2 separate regions of the Ovis aries genome follow, and region 2 is linked to region 1. Evidence: chromatin contacts called from public Hi-C data. All regions are on one chromosome and are shown on one strand. Each heading gives the region's core, a stretch centred on a gene start, on an enhancer-like site or on the middle of the called end of the contact. The rest is flanking DNA. Distances are from core to core; before and after follow the strand shown.

Region 1 (5,087 bases), core at 1,815-4,314:
TCCCTGAATCTTTCTGTGGATGTCTCTTGTTCCTCAGGACCCGGCTTAAATGGCACCTCTTCAGAGTATGCCTCTCCCTCTCAGTCACTTTCTATCCCATTACCTTATTTACTTCACAGCAATAAAGAAATAAAATAGTTCAATTATAGTATTTGAGATGATCTTATGTGTTAAAATGCTTGATGTCTTTCATGTGAAATATAGCTGCATAAAGGCAGAGATTTTGTCTTTATATATTTTTTTTAACTGAGGAATAGTTGATTATCTTATTAGTGTTTGTGCCACAATCTAAAGAGCACCTGGTACAGAGTAGATATTTGCTGGACTGAATAAATAGTATCAACAACTGCAAGCACTTGAAGAAAAACGCCACATGCTGGTCATTATACTGGGCTTCCCTGGTGGCTCAGTGATAAAGAATCTGCCTGCCACTGCAGGAGATGTAAGCTCAATCCCTAGGTCGGGAAGTTCCCCTGAAGAAGGAAATGATGGCCCATTCCAATATTCTTGCTTGGGAAATCCCATGGACAGACGAGCCTGGCAGGCTACATATAGTCCATGAGGTGCAAAAGAGTTGGACACCACTTAGGAACTAAACAACAACAATTCATTATAATCCCCACCAACTAGTTACCAATCATCTTTACAGTAATACACTGTTTTTTCCCAGGATAAGTCCTAACAAAAATAACTATTCACATTTATTGTTGTTTTTAGTCTATCCATTACCTTGTCTTGTAATCTTCCTTTTTTTCTAATTAAATTTATCCCGCACAAGTGAAATAGTTTCACTTTTCAGATGTGGGCTGGATCTTTGATACAAGGGTTCAGCAAGTTTTACAAAAATATTTATTTATTTATTTGGTTGCACTGGGTCTTAGCTGCAACACGTGAATTGTGACATGTGGGATCTAATTACCTGACCAGGGATGGAACTTGGGCCCCCTGCAAAGGGAGCGCAGAGTCATAGTCACAGGACCACCAGAGAAGTCCTAGAAAGTTTTTAAAATAGTGAGAGTTTTCAAAAAAGCCTTTTAAGGGTGAGATAATATAAACCTATGGCTTACTCATGTGACAAATACAAATAGCTCTGGAAATAAATACAAACATGCGTTCCTGTTAGTGAGGAGGTTTAAATAAGTTAAGTCTTTGGAAAATAAAAATAAAACGAATTCAAAATTGTGTAGTGTTACTAAATCTCCTAAGATCTAGCTTGTGATTTCACAGATGGGAGTGGTTTTAGAACTCTGGGGTCCTGCACCTGGGAGAGATTTTCTGTCTGGCTCCAAACTCTTCTGCAAGCAAACATTATTGTGTTCTATTAAGAAGCACCTAAAGTCGATCAGTTTCTGGAGGTGAAATATAAGAAAATACATGCAAAAATATTTTCCATTCCTATTTGTCTCTCATTCTCCTAATGGATTCTTAAACATTATGTTTAGTTCATTCACATAGCCCTGACGTTTGGGGTGGTAAGGGTAAATACAAGTCTAAAATGATTACACTGAAAACTCTGCCTAGCGTCAAAAAGAACAGAAAACATTTTCCTCTCTTTTCATTTAGCAATGCTTTTAGAAAAAAAGGAAACTGTTAACGAATTCTGTACACCTTTTAAAAAGCCAAATAAGCTTCTTGCAGGTTTTGCACCCCCTTAAGATCTTTCTTGGGGGTCTTGGAGCTATCCCTTTGAAATCTGAACATCAAGGAAGATGGGGCCCTGGCTACCTATCTCTGGGAGTTTCAACCTCGAGTTTTAGCTCCAAGATGTAATTCCGATTATTTTCCCTTGGGAGAAAGACAACAGGCATTGTAGTTGATTGCATCTATCTGATGATATAAACGAGTGAGATTTCCTTTTTCTCTTTGCGGTCTCTTAAGTGCATCACAATATGGTTTACGGCTTATGCTAATCATAAAACTGTTTCATTGTTTTCTATATTTTGTGGAAAGGATGCTTTGGTTGGGGGTGGTGACAGGAGAGTTTATTTTTAATTATTTCCCAACTGGGGCCTCCAGTTTGGGCACTTGTATGGCTGATAGCTCCCATTGCCCCTCCATACTTATTTTAAACGGTAAAGGAAAGTGGAAAGAGCACGGAGTTCTGGAGTCCGAAACCTTGAGTTTAAACTGTTCTTTCTTACTAGCATTCTGATGTACAGGCAAGTTACTTCTCTGAACCCTGATTGCCTCATCTATAAAATGAGGATAATAATTCATTATAAAGGGGGTAACTAAACTGACACATACAAAATTCTTTATACAGGAAGGAAACAAAAGTTATCCTAGATTCTGATGCTACACGTTCGTCCTTTCCTTGTGAGTCTGTCAAATCCCAATGGGGTGTCCACTTCATTAACTTGGAGCACTGAGTAACGAGGAAACGAACTCACACTGCGGACCTTACTAGCTTGAAAAGTTTTTTAGTTTGTCAAGTACGTTAACAGAGTCCTCACAAAGGAGATGTTGCAAAGGTATATCAGACTGCGGGGGTCCCCGTATGCAAATACCTGAATTACAGGCTCACCGAGGCCGCGGCAGCTTCCGCACTTCCCCTCGAGGGCGCTCCGGGACGCCCGCGCTGCGCCGCCCGCCGGTCCGGGGGCGGAGATTTGCATGTGCGACAGAGGGAAGAGGGGGAACCACCCAACGAAAACCCCGACCGTCGTTCCCCCTAGCCTGGGAGGGGAGGGCCCGCCCCGAAGTGCTCGCGGGAGGGCAGCCGGCCCTTCTCGACGTCACCGCACCCTCCCACCCCTCCTGAACTTTAAGCCACGCGCCCAAGAACATCCTGGAGGAGGGGGATTTCTCGGGGACCGGCGGCTTTCGCACGCTCGGGGCCGTCACTCCCCGGCTCCCAGCGTTCCCTACGTTCCCGGAGAGGCAGCTTCCCCGACCGGTTCCCGAGCCCACCCGGCATTCAGGAGACGGGCGGGTGGGCGGGGCATGGGCGGGACGGGGCCCGGCAGCGGTCGGCGGACGCTCGCGCGCCGGTCGCAGGACGCTCCGCCTCCGCCCCCGCCCCCGCCCCGGGGTACGGAGGTGAGGGATCCTACGTCAGTCTCTGGAAGTCCCCCTCCCGCTGGGCTGTCCGCCTCTCAGGCAGACCTGCTCTCCGCTGTAGCTGCGCTCCGTCTTCTGGCTTCTGCCACCTGGACGAGCGACGCCGGGTGACCGGAGCGCGAGGATTAAGCGGGTGGGAAGGTGTGAGCCGCAAATCCAGAGGAGGGCGGGAAGGAGGAGGAGGAGGAGGCCCGGGGGTGGTCAGGGGGACTGGGGATCCCGCCAGCAGAGGTCCCTGGGCGGCCCGACTGACGGGCTGAGTGACTGTAGCGGCCTCCGGTCCGGACGCTCGGAGCGGGGCGGCGCTGTGAGCGGAGCAATGGCCTCAGGTGAGTGTTCCCGGCGCGGGCTACCGACGGCCGGGCGTGGGCAGGGTCCCGGACAGCGGGGAGCGAAGGAGTGCGTCCGAGGATCTAACTACTCAGGGTTTCGGGGGCCCAGTTTTGGTTATGTCTCATTCTGTTTTTAAAATCGCCTCTGGTAAGTTTGTCAGCCTTTTAAAAGTGACCTGGTTCAGGGTTTGCGTGCGAAATCGAAGTCACGCTCTGTAACTTGATGCCATTGTAATAGCCGGAACCTTAGACCTTCCAGAAGACTTTGTTTTTGGATTAAGGAAGTAATAAGAATCTAAATAAAGGAGGACGAAAGAGTTCCCGTATTTTTAAATTGATTTAAGTTGAAATGGTGGTGTTTCGTTTTAGAATAGGAATGAGGAACCTTCCGGTCTCAGGAGAGCTTATCTTTTTTTAAGTTCAGTTTCATCAGTTGCCAAGAGGTGATCGCAGTTGTGCTGACAGTTGGACAAATGTGACGCGCCTTTAAAAATCACCAGTGGTATTTTAACAAGTCTTAAGTGGAAATGTTGCTTCAACAAGTGGATCATTTTTACTGTAAAGTGCGTACTTTTTAATTTATGGAGCAGAAATCGAGTTTTGTTCTCTTTTGTTGGAAGGAAGGGGAAAAGAGGATTTTTAGGATCCCCGTGCTTTAAAGTAACGGGTGAGAATGAAAACTTTCTGTCACTTACGTGAATACTTATTTGTAGACAGTAAATGCGGGGATCTCTTGCTTTACCTAGAAACTGCTTAAAGGATGCGGGAGGGAGCCTCCCCATCCAGCTGTGGTTTAGGTTAGCCTGCAACCTAAGGGTTACTAAATCAAGTAGGCTGCTTTGGAGTGGGACCTTCACAGGAGTCTGTCACGGTTCTTGGAGGCACCTTCCCTGCAAGAGTGAGCAGAGGCAAGGAGGCCTAAAGTGTGGATTAACGCAGAGGCTGAAGACAACAGGAGGCTGAAGAAGGAGGCTTGTTTATGTTTGACCTGCATCCTCCCAACACCCTGGTTCAGTGACCCACAGTAGAAAACTGAGGACTACCAGAGAAGAGGAAGTAGAAAGCATAAAGGACTTTTTTTTTTTAAAAACAGGGTTGAGCAGAACAAAGAGGTAGCTACTGCTCTAGGCCAAAAAGGAAATTGGGGTGGTTCACATGACATTTGATTTCAGTTTGTCTGTGGTTTTCTGTGAGAATACAAATGTAGTTTAAAATATTTCAACTTTCTCTTTAGCCACTTCAGTGACCCTAAACTTTCAGATAATCTTGTAAATTCATAAATTCAGACCATGTTGAGATTAAAAGTGCAAAGATGATTGAAACACTTGGTTAATTTATTGACTCTCAGAAGGATTTTGTATGAAAGTTAAAGAATGGTTAGCATAATAAAGTAAACAGAAAAATCAGCCTTCTGGTAATTTAACCAAACTTTGTTGATATATGGTGTGAATGTAACACTTGTAATCCATTCAAAAGAGAGAAAGAAGAATTAGCCATTTATATGGACTATTGTAAGACCCACATCATTTAAAAATGTGGTACAATTTAAACTTGTTTAAAACTGACATTTGTTTTTGTCTTAGTGAGAGGACTGATTTCCTAAATTGAGGGGGGAAAATTTTAAAGGGTAATTATCACCCTCCCCTTTTCTGGAATTATATTAAAATGACACTATTTAAAATGTAACAAGTTATT
Region 2 (5,565 bases), core at 2,374-4,873, 69 kb before region 1:
TCTAGTCTGGCGGCGCGTCTGTTACCACCCGCCTTGAGTTTGCCATACATTATCATGTTGATGGGGTTTTCTGTTTTCTCCACTGGAAGGTACATCCTTGGAGGGTAGGCAGTGCAAGGATCTTTAGGCAGCTGGTGTTCCCAGCAGGGAGGCTGAGTCGGTGCTCAGGACTGAACTGGATAAAGTAATAAAATAAGGCTGAAGACACTAAGCAGACGGAAGTGTATCTGAGGAACTCTGAGATCAAAGAGGTCGCGGGAGAGAGCACTGTACTCATTGTGCTCCTGCCAACACTCACAACAGCTGTGCCAGGGAGATCGTCCAAGTTTGGAAAACTAAAGCTCAAAGGTTCAGTCTTGGCCATCACTTGTGTTTTTACTCCTCCCTAAGGTCTCAACCAGTATCACAACTAAAATCCATCGGTATGCTGGTAACTCCCAGAATTCCTCTCCAGCCCGGAGGCACCCGTGCTGGACTCTAGACACGACTCACACCACCTCTAGCATCTCTCATGGGTCTCTGAAACTCACATAGTCACAGACTTGTGATTCCACCCAAAATGTGTTTTTCCCACAGCCGCCTTCATTCTAGTAAATGGCCACTCGACTCTACCAGTTAGGACTAAAAAAAGTGACTCTGCTCTTTCACAACCTTCTCCCAGCAGTTCTATGGACACCATCCGTAGGTGTCTAAATTCGACCACCCACTCCCCTGCCATGCCACTTCTAGTACCTGCCACCTGGATTATTGCCTTTCCTAGCCACCTCTCAGCTTCCCTCCCTGCCCACTTCAGCCTGTTCTCAACGCAGCAGCAGAGTAGAGAGGTTCTCTTCAAGTGTAAATCCTATTATTCTGCCCTCCCGCTTAAAGCCTTCCAGGGGCGCCCCATCTCAGACCCTCAGATGGCATGTCAGGTCATACCTGATCTACTGCTTCTATTTTTAAAATAGCTCTTTCAGATATAATTCACATACCATACAGTTTGCCTACTTACAGTGCACAACGGTGTGGCTTTTAGCACATTCTCAGAGTTGTGCAGTTACCATCTCAATGGATATTAGACCATTTCCATCGTTTCATACAGAAACTGCATGCCCCTGGGCATCACTCCCCAATCTTCCCTCCTCTTCCAGCCCCAGGCAACCTGCTTTCTGTCTCTACATTTCGCTTTTGTGGATATTGCCTAGAAACCTTTCTGAGTTTCTCTCCTCCTGAAACCCCTCCCTTCCCCTCTTCCATTTTCCTCCTCCTATTCCACCCAACACCTTGGCCTCCTGGTGCTCCCTGATCACTCCCTTCAAAGGGCCTTTGCACAGCTGTTCCTTTCACCTGAACTCCTCACTCCCTGATCTCTGTACAGCCACACCTCCTGTCTCAGCTCAAATGTCACCTCCTCAGGGAAGGAAGCCTTCCTGACCTCTGCACAAACCAAGCCTCCCACATTCCCTCACCCCCACACCCTTCTCACATTCTCCATGTCGCTGATTATTATATATAATGCATAGAGTTTATACAATATATATCAAATATATATTAAGTGTACATGTGTGTATGTGTATTCCTTTTTTAAATTGCCTGTGTCTCCCTGCCACACATGGAATATAAGCTCCAGAGAGAAGGGGTTACTACTTTTGTACCCATAGTGCATTGAACAGCAGCTGAAATATACACTATAAATATTGCCAAATGAATAGTAGAAACAGGACTTGAACTTGAGTCCCCTGAAGTCTATACCTTCAGTCATTGTACTCTGTAGCTCTTAGAAAATGAGAAGGATTTGGACAGCGGCAAGAGGTAGGCTTCCCTGGTGGTTCAGATGGTAAAGAATCTGCCTGCAATGGGTAAGGAAGATAACCTGGAGAAAGAAATGTCAACCCACTCTGGTTTTCTGGCCTGGAGAATTCCATGGACTGCATAGAATTCCATGGGATCGCAAGAGGCTGGACACAATTGAGCGACTAACATACACACAAGAGGTAGAAAGGTCTACCACCCATGCTTAGTGTGCTGGACACCGAGGTGCATTGCCCAGGTCTCGCCCCGGGTTGAGGGGTTCTTTAACCCAGCTTCAGGAAGTGTTGGTAGGATCCTTAGAGCTGGCCCTGGTCTACAGCGAGCCGCCTACCCCAAGGCCTCTCTGCACCTTCCTAGAGAAGCCTGTATCCAGTGGTCAGTGGGGGTATAAAGCCTGCCCTGGGTTCCAGCTGTAAAGGGCCATCCTAGCTCCAGAGCTCCTCATGACATCAGCTGAAGCCTCTGTTGGGACAGCATCAAAGTTCAGCTTTTCCTTCCATCCGTCCTGCTCCTTCGCCTCTCGCTACAGGTGTTGGTTCACTCCCCAGGAAACTTTGTGCAGGCAAACCTCTGTTGCAGAGCCTACTTCCTGGAGAGCTCAGCCTGTGATACGCAGAACAAATCATTGAACAACCTTCCAGAAAAGTCAGAGGATCTTTTGGAAACTGGACATAGAACAAAGAAGCTGGGCCTCTGAAAGCTATGCCAACAACCAGATGAACCCATCCAACCTGCATTTATACCAGCCAGGCTCATCATTCCATGTGATGAGCGTGGAAAGGAAGAGGACGTGGTGCACAGGGCCCACAACCACCGCCTCGGCAGGGAGCAGCCCTCACGTGAAAGCAGCTCTACTTCTTAGACCAGCAGACCTCGGCTTGAGTCCCTCTCTGTGCCGTGACCTCACCCCAGTGGGCCAAATCCACAGCAAGTCATGAGTCATCAGGCTCCATCATAATTTCCTCTTAGCTACGTACCCCGCCCCCACCCCAAGGACAGTGGTTATCCCCACCTCCTCTTCTGGAACCTGGCTGTTGAGTGGGAGAAAAGAGGGGAGGGAAAAAGGAGTCGATCAAGAAATGACAGCCCCAAGGGGGCAGCAATACCCCTGCCTGAAGTCTAGAGAGGAGTTGGGAAAATTATTAAAATAACACTTGCCTCTCAGTCTTGCAGTTGAATAAGAAATTAGAAGGTGGTCTCCTCCCTAGTGTGGATGCAGCTTGGGGACAGGCATCTGTTATCATAAGTAACAGTGCAGCCATTCATAGCACTGCGAGTTATCCTCAGGCCACTGCTCATAGAGGAAACTGTGCGGAGCTCTATTCTGAGCTCCTGACACATGTTCACTAGTCTCGCCCTCATAACGATGAGGGAGGGGCCAGCATTGCCACCCTCATCCTGCAGACGAGGAGACAGAGGCCCAGAGAGCTTAAGAAAGGGAAAGAAACTCACTAAGGCCGCACAGGTTACAAGTGGGTTTGGCCACTGTACCTATCACACTGCCACTGTGTGTAATTCGGGGCTGAAGTCAGTGCTGGGGTTTAGTGGGATTGGGATTAGGAGTTACACGGCCCCCAGGGGTACTCCTCACAGCTACTCACATACCCCTCAGAAGCAAGTCGGGGTGAGTGGCACCCCCCGCCCCGAGAAACCTGGGCAAAAGAGAACATGGGTTAAGGAGAAGCACAGGGGCTTCCTTCCCTCCAAGCCCCCTTTCTTCCTGTCTACTGTAGGGGCTAACATCGCAGCTTGGTGCATGGTGTCCGCTTGCTCTCTGATGCGCTCATTCTTTCCAGATTTTTTATTTTCTTTCCATTTGCTCACCAGGGAAGGCCTGCTGGGGCGGAAACATCACGCATGAGCTAAAGGAGAACAATGGGTGCCGGCTGCCGAGGAAGCCTCGACTGTGGTGGCTATATTGTGGTTCCAGAGCTTCCTCCAGGCAAGATCTGATCTTACAAGACACCCAGCGGGCTGGTGGAGACATTCATCACTTCCTTCCTCAGCAGAGGTGCTAATAAAATAAACTTTTCCTCTCACGGGCCAGTTGGCTGCTGTGTTGATTACAGCAAGATCTTCATGGACTCTGGTTCTTCACTTGTCCTTTCAGAGTGTTATCTTCCTTGTACCTACAAGTCCCAGGCCCTCCCAACACAAACACAAAGAATTTAGCTGTGTTTCTCTGTGAACATCTGTAGGTACTGCTACTTATTCCCAAATTCCCCTCCTGGACCAAAAAGAGTGATAATCTCCTTAGAATCCAGATGTTGGAGCCAGGAGAATGTATTCATTCAGCTAGACTAGTGTTTCCCAAGCTGTTTTCATTACCTCCTCTTAAAGAACCCTGTCAGGCAATTTTTTTCCTAATTGCCCTTCTTCCCATGATATGACTGTATATCAACATATATCAGGGCATGAACCATTGCAATATATAAGATTTTTTTTTCACATACCTTTGCCCCTCACCCCCCTCCACCTAAGAAACACCTTGGGAGCAGTATTGCCTATTAAGAATACATGAGCTGCAGGGGACTTCCCTGGCAGTCCAGCGGTTAAGAATCCGCCTTCCAATGCAGGGGGTGCAGGTTCAAACCCTGATTGGGGAGCTAAGATCCCACATGCCTCATGGTCAAGAAACCAAAACATAAAACAGAAGCAATACATTGTAACAAATTCAATAAAGACTTTAAAAAATGGTCCACATTAAAAAAAAAAAAGTCTTAAAAAAGGGAAAAAGAATATATGAGCTAGAATCAGCAACCGAGATCCCACCCTGGCACTTTGTTCCGTTTTGATGGTGATTGCCAACATCCTGCCCAGTGCTGCACTTCTTGCTCCTAGTTATAAATCAACTCCCATCTGCCTCTCACAGTCAAACCTTAAGCCTGAAGTAGTTTCAATCCTATGCAGTTACCTAAAAAGAGAAATGAGTGACTGCGTTCATCAAAAGACTAAGTACAAGAATGCTCCTAAAAAAAAAAAAAAAAAAAAAAGAATGCTCCTAATCCTTCTACATTGTTGGTGGGAATGCAAATTGGTACAACCATTCTGGAGAACAGCATGGAAGTGCCTTAAAAAACTAAAATAGAGCTACCACATGACCCTGCAATCCCACTCCTGGGCATATATCCACAGAAAAATATGTTATGAAAAGATACATGCACCTCAATGTTCACTGTAGCACTTTTAAAAATAGCCAAGACATGGAAGCAACCTAATTGCCCTCAGCAGAGGAATGGATATAAAGAAGATATGGTACAAATATACAATGGATTATTACTCAGCCATTAAAAAGAACAAAATAATGCTATTTGTAGCAACATGGATAGACTTAGAGATTGTCATCCTGAGTGAAGTAAGTCAGACAGAAGAATTATCATATGACATCCCTTATACGTGGAATCCAAAAAGGAATGATACAAATGAATTTACAAAACAGAAATAGACTCATAGACTTACTGAGAACGAACTGATGTTTGGCAGGGGGATTGAGGTGGAGGATGGGGGGAAGGGATAATTAGGGAGTTTGGGATGGACACCTATACACTGCTATATTTAAAATGGATAACCAACAAGGAACTACTGTAGAGCACATGGAACTCTGCTCAATGTTATGTGGCAGCCTGGATGGGAGAGGAGTTTGGGGGGGAATGACTACATGTGTATGTATGGCTGAGTCCCATCACTGTTCACCCGAAACTATCAAAACACTGTTAATTGGCTATATCCTGATATAAAAGGTTAAAAAAATGAAACACCTAAAAAAAAAAA

Evidence for each region. Hi-C and Micro-C count contacts between places; a contact is called where the count stands out from the background.
Region 2: a Hi-C map of blood shows a contact between it and region 1, with 1.9 times the contacts expected there. The contact joins the enhancer-like site here to the promoter of REL in region 1. A contact is called at or near these places in 3 of 16 Hi-C or Micro-C datasets (all in blood).

Annotation. Positions count from the first base shown.
Region 1 is chr3:63,129,958-63,135,044 of ARS-UI_Ramb_v3.0, reverse strand. It overlaps REL (REL proto-oncogene, NF-kB subunit), which reads left to right and starts at 3,064. Exons shown (of 10, transcript XM_004005929.5): 1 at 3,064-3,389. The coding sequence starts at 3,380. It overlaps LOC121819047 (a long non-coding RNA gene), which reads right to left and starts at 2,611. Exons shown (of 3, transcript XR_006059194.2): 1 at 2,508-2,611.
Region 2 is chr3:63,198,674-63,204,238 of ARS-UI_Ramb_v3.0, reverse strand. No RefSeq gene overlaps it. Among named protein-coding and RNA genes, the nearest start is that of PAPOLG, 45 kb to the left of the region's middle. Within about 2 kb of position 3,623, at least 11 of the 54 cell types and tissues checked have an H3K27ac peak or open chromatin away from gene starts, as enhancers often do.